2 separate regions of the Bos taurus genome follow, and region 2 is linked to region 1. Evidence: chromatin contacts called from public Hi-C data. All regions are on one chromosome and are shown on one strand. The core of a region is the stretch at or near the end of the contact, and the rest is flanking DNA. Distances in the headings are between cores, read along the strand shown. Region 1 holds the start of ANKRD1 (ankyrin repeat domain 1). Region 2 has its middle 43 kb from the start of ANKRD1.

Region 1 (5,833 bases), core at 2,424-4,923:
AGGTCTTCATCGAGGTGCATGGACTTAAAGATTCAAAACTACCCAAGTGCTGACACTTCCCTTTCTTGTGTTTTGTGCCCTCATGATTTCTGTAGTATCTGCCATGTAGTTCAGGCCATTTCCTTCCTTTGGGACTGCTGTTAGGTTGAATATCAAAAAGTATTCATTTTTAAGATAACGGAAGACATTTTTCTTTCAGCTTCAGAAATGATTCCCCATTCCAGTTCATAGGGGAAAGGAGTCAAAAAAGGATTAGTGATGTCTGATAAATTGGCTTCAAATAATGGATTAATGGACTTCCCAGGTGGCTTCCCTGGTGGCTCAGAGGGTAAAGAATCCGCCTGCAATGCAAGAGACCCCAGGCTTGATCTCTGGGCTGAGAAGATCCGCTGGAGAAGGGAATGGAAACCCACTCCAGTATTCTTGTCTGGAGAATGCCATGGACAGAGGAACTGGCGGGCTACAGTCCATGGGGTCACAAAGAGTCAGACACAACTGAGCAACTAACACTTTCACTTCAGGTGGCTCAGTGATAAAGAATCTGCCTGCCAAAGTAGGAAACACATGAGGCAGCAGATACCATCTCTGCGTCAGGAAGGTCCCCTGGAGAAGAAAATGGCAACCCACTCCAGTATTCTTGCCTGAAAAATCCCATGAACAGAGGAGCCTGGCAGACTGCAGTCTGTGCAGTCGCAGAGTCGGAGACTCCTGAGCTCACACGCAAATGGATTAATAGGCTATTTGTGCTGGAACACTATTAGGCATTATTTCACTCCAATGCCCTCTCTTTTTAGATAAGGAAACTGAGGTCCAGAAAATGCAGATTGGCTGCCAAGAATCAAATAAGTGAGTACTGATAGAACTGACACTTGAACTCCGGGCTAGAGATTCCCTGTGTAGAGCTGATATATTTGGGTCCAGTCAAAGCTAATGCTAACAATATATTTCTCCAGTCATGAGTGGTTGGTCCTGCCATACTAAAAGTCTATCCCAAAGATCTCAAAATTAAAGGCAAACTGAAAAAGCAGTGGGAAGAAAATGAGAGTGCAAAAAAATAATGCAATCCATAGCACTGATCCAGCATTTTCTTTTTCTGGCCCACTGCACTCCCCTGTTATGCTACTGGCATATGTGGCAACAGCTGGGGCGACGGTTTCAGGTGGATTGATTTCTGGCACCAAACTAGCAAGGCTGCAGTAAAGCATAAGAAACACAAAATTAACAAGCTGGATTTTGCAGTGCTTTGTATAAACCTTACCTCATCACAGACATCTGGATTGTTCTTGTCTGACAAGAATTTTTCTATTACTGGCAGTTTATTCTCCAGGGCAGCTTTCAGAAACATAGGCACATCCACAGGTTCTGTCTAAAGTTTAAAAGAAAACAATGTGAGAGTTACCATGGGCTTTCCGACATTCAGTCAAACCCTCCACAGATAGTTATTTGCTTGTAGCCTAATGCCGAGGTTTTCCCTGGTGGCTCAAACAATAAAGAATCTGCATGCTATACAAGAGACCCAGGTTCAATATCTGGGTTGGGAAGATTGCCCTGAAGAAGGAAATGGTAACCCACTCCAGTATTCTTGCCCAGAGAATTCCATGGACAAAGGAGCCTGACAGGCTACAGTCCACGGGGTTGCAGAGTCAGACATGACTGAGCAACCAACTCCCACCCCCACAACATAAGGAAACCCAGCAGTGCTTACCACAATTTCAGGTTCAGGTTCCTTCACAACTGGAACTTTTGTTTTCTTGTATTTTTTCCTTTTCTTCAGTTGAATGATTATTTCAAGATCTTCTAAATTTTCCAGTTTTGATCTTTGTTCTAGTTTTTTCTTCTTGAGCTAAAAAAGAAATGCATGTTTCAAAATATGGTGAGTTCTACTGACAAGCATTCTGGTTGTGTCAAAACAAAATCTGCAAGGTCTGAGCTCAGTATGTGAACAGTTTGAGCAAAAAGATAAAAAAAAAATATTTATAATAAATCTTTGACTTGGATTTAGTGATTTCTTATTCAAGTATTTAGGGGTCAAATTTTTCAGCTAATTGCCTTTATCTTCACTTCCCTTGCTTGTAGCACCAGCTTCTTCCTGAAGATAGAATCTAGTTTCTAAGTGATGATTTTGTAATTATTTCCATAAACAGACCCCAGATTTCTGTAGAATTTTTTTATCATGCTCATGAATTTTTTTAATTGAAAAGACTTTACTAATAAGTTTCAAACTCTTAAAATTTCTATGCCAGTGTCTTTTAGGTAGCTCACTGAGCAGCGCTCATGAAACAGACTGTCTGGGGACTACATCTGTGGTTAGTAAGTAATGAAAATTCACCCAGCAACACATTTTCTCAACACGAAAAGTTGCCACAGTCAAACAATGATCCATGAACCACAAACCACATTACTGAGGGAAAAAAAGGCTCCCTTCCTTGGGATTAATTAGACTATATAAGACATCAGAAATTCACTGGACACTTTTCTCTTTCCAAGTCTTTCAGTCAAAACAGTCAAAAACCATTCGGTGATTGATTTGGAATCCAGAGGTCATAGTCTTGCCAAAGAATTATTTTCTACAACCTGTTCCATAGAAGTTGCTTCTTTGTAAGTTAGAAATTGATAAAGAAATACCTTTGGGATGGTTGCATTTATTTGGTTTCTCTCTTTTCTCCTTGCTATCTGGCACCTGTGTCCTCTACGCCCTCCCCAACCTCCCACTAGTGAACCTCCCAGAAGGCCCTTACCTCTGCCTCTCGCTGTTTCTCAGTTTTCCACTGTTGCTCCCCCAGGCTGACAAAGTGGACCGGAAGTGTTTTCAGGTCTTCTTGCTTCTCTAAAGTGACAGCAGCTTCATATTCTCCATCTCTGAAGTCCTCAGGAAGGAACTCCCCAGCATCCCCATTGCCTTTCTTCTTCCCTGTAACCTACAAGGGAAGAAGGTGGCCGGGTCAGAATAACAGAGTCCGTCCTGGGGTCCTTCTCCATAAAGGATGCTGCAGGAGGTCCCTGGGCCCTTCCTCCCTGCTGACAGTGGCTTCAGAGCAATGCACTCTCAGAGCTCAGGCTGTGATGCGCTGCCCCAGTGTTCCAGGAATACCTTTAGATACTTGTTCTCTTCTATTGGTTAAATCAAGGTTTAGGTTAGGTTGATGTGTTTAAATCTGCTTTTAATCCACTTAATCACATTTCTCCTAAGAAAATCCCAACCTCTTCCCCCCATCCCCACTGATGATTTTAAAATTCTTTCATTTTTCAGTACTTTTGATGATCCCTTGCCTTCCTGTGGTTTCCAGATATATATTGTTGCAATAGAACTTCTCCCCTAAGGCATTTTGATTACTGTACATGATTCCACACTTTAGTGATAAAACCAAAGGAGAAGATAATAAATAGGGAATATGTAGAGAATTTATTACTGCCAGCTCCTTTTTTTCTAATTTTACTTATTCCATCACATAAATCAACCATTTTCCACATATGACATTTTTCAGAATACCTGTGCATTATGCCTGAAAGAAAAGAGCATTTCAATTTTCAAATAAAAGTCAAGGCTGCACCATTTTTCACTGCATAAAAATAATGTGCTTTACATACCAGCTCTTCTACCTTCAGAACCATCATGTTGACCCGAAGTTCGTCAGTCTGTTTTCCTCCTGAGGAATGAACCCTTGAGTTGCCCTGGGGAGCCCATCTGCTCCAGTGAGCTTATATAGCTAGAGCTGGGTGAGATAATCTTCCAACCTGGGAACCCAAGTAACACCCCTGCCCCCCCTCCCTCTTGGGGCCAACTCAGAGGCAGGTGAATTTTTCATTTCAGACTCAGTGTCTGGGAAGCAGGGGAGGGAGGGGATGATAAGTAACCCCACTGAATATGTGAATCAGGAAGAAATGTGAGAGGGCCATTCCTTTGGCAGTGACCACACCGCTCAGCAATGCAAGTCATCCTATTTATCGGGGAGCCAGAGGACAGCTGTCTGTTGACATTGCGCCACACCGCTGCTCCTTTTCCTTCTTTGTCAGCTTTCATATGACTAACCCTATCAAGAAAATGTAAATGCCCTGCGTATCACACCGCCAGTAATATCTTTCTGATAACCAGACTTATCAACACGTCACTTGGGGGAAGTGTTGCTTTAGGACATCCTATTCCCGTGGGTAAACAGCCCGAGAGGAAAGGACTCAGGTCCTAATGGCCCTTGTCTATATCTGTTTGGAATCCTCTGGAGTGATGTCGAGGGCTAAAAAGGCCCCATGACAGGCCACCTTACCATCATTATAAGAAATTGAAAGCATTCAGTAATACAGTTTTATTTCACGGTGTCACAGGCCATAATTAGCACATGACATGCTTACTGTCTTCTAAAACAGCATACTTACTGGAACACTTTTTATTCAAAAAAGTTTCAAAATGTCCTGAGATAGATTATATGAGGCCGATTGTTAGTTAACAGTATGACCTTGATCAGGTCATTGAGCCACAGTTCTCAGTTGCTGTGGAGAAAAGACACCTGCCGGAGCTGGTGAAAACTGCAGGTCCCTGGGCCCCACTCTGGGGCGTTCTGTGTCAATTTATGGCTGAGTCCTAGGAGTCTGTGTTTTTCAAAGCACTCGAGTAATTCTGATGAAGGTTTGAGACAGGTTGCCAGAGGAACAAAGAGCTTTGTTTGGGTTGGAGTGAAAAAAGACCTCTGATCCTGGTTTCTCATCTCTGAAGTGTTAAATTATGTAAAAATGTTTACTGTCTCTTTACAGTCCAAGGAGAAACTAGAATTACTATCTCCAAAGCCATTTAAAAAAAATTTTTTTTTTTTTCAGTAAAAGAAAGGAGGGGAGAGTGAGAGAAAGAGAGTGTGAATGGAGAAGTGTGTTCATTAGATGTTCTGTTGACCTTCTGTGTCCATCACTCCCTCAAATGCACCCCACTCAGCACACATGGCTGCCAATCTCTTCTTTCCCCTGATCAGCCTGGGGGTGGTTTTGCTGAAATTTTCAGAATGACACACTGACACCCCCCACCTGCCCCCCGACCAAAGTGCTGACAAAGAGGGATCCTCCCAATTACCCGGGTATCTGTTCTAGTCTCCTAATGTTCTATCCTAAAAGGGGTTTTACGAAAATGAAATTTCCTGGTGTTTTCTTTGAGGTGGAGACAGCGATGACCATTTTCACTGGTTTCTTTAAATAAGAAGTAGCCATTAAACTTTTCCTACCGTTTCTTATCTTAGTCTCTTTGTTCCAGGCCTGACCCAAACTGCGGGGAGCCTTAGCAGATCTCCTTGAGGGAAGGGTCACCGGTTGTTGAAGCGTCTTGGATATTGAATCCCAGAGCTGGTAATGCCCTCAAAGTTCAAGCAAGGCCAGTGCTTTCATTCTACAGAGAGGGCACGGAGGCGCAGAAACGTGACAAGTCACTGGCTGCAGACGCACAGCTGGTTGCTGGATGCTAGGTTGAAGAGTTTGGATTCCGTCCATCAGAAGCAGAGAATCATTGAGGTCAGAGCACATTTTCAGAGTAGTTCAAACCTAGACCCACTCAGGGCCCAACCAAGACCTATTAAAAGGTCCTTCCATGTTCAGGACACCTCAAAAAAAAAAAAAAAAAAGCAAGTCAAAGTGGGTGGGATGGTACACCAAGCCTATTTCTTCCTCTGGTCATTTAATTATCCCCTCAAACCTGGCTGGTTTTACGCAGGAGAGTCCAATAGGTCTACAGAAAACTGCAGAGGATGACGCTTGAGGAAGGCTTGATGGGATGGGCAGAACTTAGAGAAAGGAGCCTGCTGGCCAGATCCCTGGGTATCATCAGGTGAGTAAATTCTACCTGCCTCTCCACTCGCCG
Region 2 (5,833 bases), core at 1,045-3,544, 43 kb after region 1:
AAACGTAGAAATAAACTTCATCAAATGAAGTAAAAGACTTCACCCAATGATGTGGGGCAGGGAGGATGTGAGTGATCAGGAGGATTTTCCATGGGAGTGTGGCATGAATAAAGATGTAAGTGTAGCATCTTCTGGGAAGACTTTTCCCCAACTTGGGCAGAGATATGCATGTTTGAGACTATGGGGAGATACATTCATGTGTGTTGGTGAGAGAGGCCCAAGTGTGCTGTGCCTTGAAGGTTGTGCTAAGGAGTTTGGATTCCAGCTGAAATTAGCAGCATGTATGTGGTGCCCAGGCTGTGACTTTTATTTGAAGTCTTAATGAATACAACCTGGAAAAACTGAAATTTTAAAACCACTACTAGTTTCATGTCACTCAAAAAGTAGAAACTTAAAAAAGTACAGACTTCTGTTTCTTGGGAAGCCATCTGAATGGGTCTTTATACTACAAAAGTGTAAAATGTGTGGCTGTCTAAAATGAAGATGGTATTAACTCCAGAGGCTAAGCTCCTCTGTAAGACAAGGGAACAGGTTACTGCTGAGGGTGCAGAAAGAGTTGCATCTCTGCAGATATTTCCCTCAGAAAAATGGTTTCTTACACCCACTGGCAGATGCTTGTGTTCTATTTGGATGGATGTGTTCTTGTTCAGGCAATGTTCATAGGAGGCCAAAGGCAGAAGGGTGGGAATGGTGAGTGGAAAATGACTTCACCTTACCAAGGGGACTGGTTTGAGTTTGGCAGGATTTAACCTGGTCTGAACTTCTGTCTCCTGCCCATCATATCAATGAAGATCGATTAGCCCAGAAAGTACTATTATAAGAGTACTGTATTATGATGTGGTTGTCCAGAAATCCTCCTGCAGAGGAAAGCTATGTTTCTCTTGAAAGGAATGAATATCATTGCTGTCAATCACCCAGGGAAGAGCTAGATCGTAGAACAGGAAATAAGGATTGGGAAGGTTGATCTTAGACTAGAGAAGAGGAGAAATTCCTTTCATTCACTGGGACTTGGGTGATGGGTCTGCATGCTTTGAGTACTTCCACAGATGGGTGTGATGACTGCTTTGTAGGCAGGTCAAATTTTAAACAACTATAAGTCAGTATATCAGCCTGTATATTCAGAGAAACCATATCTCTTAGTCCCCTCAGGTTGAGGAAAGTCTCAGTCTTCTTCCTGTGCTTCCCCCAGCCTTAAGTCAAGTTCAGGCTAAGCAAGGTAGTGGGGAAAGAAGAATGCGCTGGAACATGTTTGGGTCCTAATGAGGAAGGGCAGAACAGGGCCTTTCTCAGAGGCCAGTGTGATGAAAGCATTATACAAAACTGCCACGTGCCACAGCACAGCGATCCCTGGGGCCATGGGCAGCAGGGTGGGAGCTTGGTGGTTTTCCAAGGATGTTATTAGACACGAGACATCAGATACCCTGTAAGGGATTCTCTGAAATAACTGGGAGAGATTCTACAGAAGCCAGTGGCCAAAAATCGTACTTCAGCAATTTAATAAAAAGTGTTAGGGTTTAAGTAGGTCATATAAAGCAATTCCATATCCCTCTTCCAAATTTGAAATGGATAGAGATTTAGACATAGGGGTCAAAATACGAAAATATCAGCCCATTGTCACCAGCACTGACTTGGATGTTGCATGCAAATGACGGCAAATGACCAGACAGCAGATGCACCAGCCCTGCAGGGGCAGTATTCCTTGGAGGAAAACACAGAGACAGAAGCCGTAGAAGACATGGGTGCCCACTGCCCTCTGCCTTCTAGGCATGATCAGTGGGCCAGATGTCAGATTCCAGGAAAACAGACCCTGACTCTTAGGCTGTGAACTTTTAAAGATATGTTTTTTAAGGAAACAGGCTTCCCTGGTGACTCATATGGTTGAGAATCTGCCTGCAACGCAAGAGACCTGGGTTTGATCCCTGGGTCAGGAAGATCCCCTGGAGAAGAGAATGCACAGAGGAGCCTGGTGGACAGTAGCCCGCCAGGCTCCTCTGTCCATGGGGTCACAAAGAGTTGGACACTACTGAGCGACTAACACTTTCATTTACACTATTAAGAAAACACCAAGCCGTCCTCTGGAGTATTTGGTGGTCAGACTACAACACAAGTTTCTAGTATAGTAGAAGCCTGACTCTGGCCCTTCCCTTTGAATAATTGGCTCTTGGGTGTTGGGGAGGGGTGGGTTCAGGCTTTGCCTCTGCAGCTGTAGCAGCCCAGGATTCAGGACCTTTCTCCTGGCCTGTTCTGGAGGCTGCATCCAAGCCTAGAGATTACCTAGGACTGGCTGCTTTCAGCCCGGGGCTGTAAATTGCTTCCTGAGATCTTTGCAGCCAACTCCTTTTCTAGCAGGCTGATTGGTAAATATCAGTCTCAGACAAATTAAGACATATCTTTCTGAGCCTCACCCAACTGCAGGCCTTCTTGGGGAGGGGCAAGGTCTACCTAAGTGAGTTTACTTGTCAGTGCAGCAGAAAATGTGCATGTCCTGAGGCAGGCTACTGTGAAAGAGAATATCCAGAGAAGGCTGAATTTCAGTCTTCTCCCAAATCATCAATCAGCTTATTCATTCATCTACCCTTGGGGAGGAGGAGTAAAGAGTTGGAAAGTCTTCAGAAAAACCTTCCACTGATGCTTTCTGTTCCTGGGGAAGGAATACAAGTTTCTTGTCCTTTATGGAAATGTACAGAAGCTCTGAATTAAAAGTAAATTGGATCTAAAAGTTCTGGACATGATGGTGATGGTTCCACAACAATATAAATGTATTTAAAACCACTGAACCATTCACTAAAAAATGGTTAAAATGGTAAATTTTAGTTATGTATGTTTTTACTGTTGTAAAGCAAACAAATGGACAAAGTGAATCTAATCCTAGTTTTTGTTTTGCTTTATTTTGAACAGTTAATATATTCACAAGATTTTAAATTTAAAAAACGAAATGGCACCTCTTCTGTCTTTCTGAGCCAATTCATTTTCTTCTCCAGAGGCAAACAATAAATACCAGCATTTTGGTATTCTTTCAGAGATATTTTATGCAGACACAAGCAAATACTTATAAAAAAGTGGGTTTTTTTTGACACAAATGGTATCAAACTTACACTGCTCTACAGTTTGCTTTTTCAGCTTAATGAAATTTATTGAGGAGCATTTCAGATCAGCATATCAGAGTTCCAGCATTCATAGCTACCTATTTTGCCATGCATGGATGGCTCACAGTTGATTTAATTAGTCCTCATTTAGAGTGCAAATCTAGATGTTTCTACCCTTTTACTATCCCAAACACTAAAGAACCTCTAATATGTTTCATTTCTCACCTGTATATCGGAGAAGGCAATGGCACCCTACTCCCGTACTCTTGCCTGGAAAATCCCATGGACGGAGGAGCCTGGTAGGCTGCAGTCCATGGGGTTGCTAAGAGTAAATTCCCAAACATGGAATTATCTAACCATGGTTTTAATCATTTTTAACATAGGCAAACTTAACTCTAATACTCTTTTTAAAATTAATTAATTTTCTTCCGGTTCCACTGGGTCTTCGTTGCTGTACTTGGGCCTTCTCTAGTAGTGGTGAGAGGGGACAGCTCTGCTGCAGTGCACAGGCTTCTCGCTGCGGTGGCTTCTCTTGTTGCAGAGCACATGCTCTGGTGCATGGGCTTCAGTAGCTGCAGTACATTCAGCAGCTGTGGCGCACAGGCTTCGTTGCTCTGTGGCAAGTAGAATCTTCCCAGACCGGGGATCGAACCCACGTGCCCTGCATTGGCAGGTGGATTCTTACCTACTGTACCACCGGGGAAGTCCTTAACTTTTAGTACTCTTCAATAGACACTGGAACTGAGTAAGATCTCTAATCTGACAAGCTAGCCAGAAAAGTGGTGATATGTATCCCACTCATAAACCAATGCACCACACTTCTGTATGTGTAATAAAGTGGGAAAACCATCAAGTGAACCCCAGAAATAATGTCCATTTGCAAAGAGAAGCTCTTTCTGACAGCAGTCTGGTCAGTCTATAACTGCCTGACTATACAGGTGTTTTCCTTAAATAATTCCTTACATTTTCCCCAATATAATTTCCTCATATTTCTATATATGTTATCTGTTTTGTCCTATAATAATTCAAGAACCCCATTAAGTTATCCAGAGAAAATGACTACATGCTATGAGAGGTAAGAAAATAAAAGAATAGAGGCCAAGTGAAATTGCAGCTAGTTTGATGTCACCCAGCAAGTTAGTGGGAGAGTCTGGATTAAGATTCAGGCTAAAAATAATAATAGGGACTTCCCTGGAGTCCAGTAGTTAAGACTTCGTCTTCCAGTGCAGGGGAATGTGGGTTCTATCCCTGGTCTGGAAGCTAAGATCCCACATGCCTCTGGCAAAAAAAAAAAAAAAAAAACTTAAAACAGAAGCAATATTGTAACAAATTCAATAAAGACCTTTAAAAAGTCCACATTAAAAAAAAATAACTAAGCTCAATAACCTAATTCTGTGCCTTTTCACTAATCTGTATTGTCCTATTTATCCAGCTCTCAGCAATAAAGGAACTGTTCTGAACATACTGGGCTTGGGAGAGGTCTCAGTTTATAGGTGGCCAACGACTGCCTCACTGTTTATAACTTTGCCCTGATGCTCCCTTATGCTGAAGATGAACAGAAAGGATCTCTCAGGAATAAAAGGTAAGTCTGAGCTTTGGTTGATACCACTACCCAGGAGGAACCAGAGGGGAATGAATTTTGATTTTGCACCACGGGAAACACTTTTTCATATTATGTGCACGAAAATGCTTGAGCTACTTAAAACCCTTGCCATGCAATGCAATGCAGGGTGGCATGGAAAAGAACAACTCCAGCACTGCAAGCCATTCTGGGGTCACCAGACAATAGCCATTGTACCGATGCAGTAACTGTGTGTATATATTTGGTCAACAAGGGATTTACTCAGGCTAATCTTTGAGCCATAGTAGACACAGTTAACGAATTCTTCAAAGTTAGTATTTCTAACCTTGGTCTATGAAAGAGTCTGTTCTGAGTGCTGTAACAAGCTAGCCTCCAACCTTACACCTACCTCTGTCACTGTGAGATAGTAGCTGTGTGGGGCGGGGGTTGGGGGACTGTACTCCTGGTGATCACAGAGGTGATGTCATCACCAGGGCTCAGTGAATGGTTTCCATTGCTTGGGAGGCTAGGAAATGAGTTTTCCAGTGTGCTTGGGAGAAAAAGAAGAATTAGGGTAAATACAGCAGTCTCTGGAGAAAGAAGTGGCAACCTACTCCAGTGTTCTTGCCTGGAGAATTCCATGGACTGAGGAGCCTGGCGAGCTACAGTCCGTGGGGTTGCAAAGAGTCAGACATGACTGAGCGATTAACACACACACACAGCAATCTCTGTGCCCTATCAACATAAACAATCTTAGAATTTCAATGGTAAAGGACACTGAAGAGGGCACCACATAGACAAGAACTGAGACAATGAAAAGAAAAAAGATCTGAACAGAATCAGATAGAGATACACAGACAAATCTTTGGTGAAAAAGAATGTGGAAACAGATTCCGTAATTAGGCTGTCTATTACGGATGACTCTGAGACTTGTAACAAACTGCACATCCTTCTCACTTCATAACTGGAGTCAGTCATTCTCAGTTGGCCATTTATAAGGTCGTGGGTTAAAGAACCATGTTGGGTATTTCTAACATGAGGTGTTTGGGCAGGGAGAGTCTTACAACTGAGGTTAAGATTCTCGGCCCAGGACACAGAGCAAGAAGGGGTTCGCCTTCAGGATGGCCACCCTGGGCAGATTTATTCCTATGTGCCGTGCTACATACCTCTCTTCAAGCCTGGAAAA

Evidence for each region. A called contact is a pair of places that touch in the nucleus more often than the background predicts.
Region 2: a Hi-C map of blastocyst shows a contact between it and region 1, with 2.3 times the contacts expected there. The contact joins the enhancer-like site here to the promoter of ANKRD1 in region 1. A contact is called at or near these places in 2 of 11 Hi-C or Micro-C datasets (blastocyst and liver).

The regions. Positions count from the first base shown.
Region 1 is chr26:12,538,806-12,544,638 of ARS-UCD2.0, forward strand. It overlaps ANKRD1 (ankyrin repeat domain 1), which reads right to left and starts at 3,674. Exons shown (of 9, transcript NM_001034378.2): 1 at 3,589-3,674; 2 at 2,739-2,918; 3 at 1,706-1,843; 4 at 1,259-1,366. The coding sequence starts at 3,615.
Region 2 is chr26:12,582,842-12,588,674 of ARS-UCD2.0, forward strand. No RefSeq gene overlaps it. Among named protein-coding and RNA genes, the nearest start is that of ANKRD1, 43 kb to the left of the region's middle. Within about 2 kb of position 2,295, at least 6 of the 102 cell types and tissues checked have an H3K27ac peak or open chromatin away from gene starts, as enhancers often do. A contact at or near this core is called in blastocyst, where this site is marked.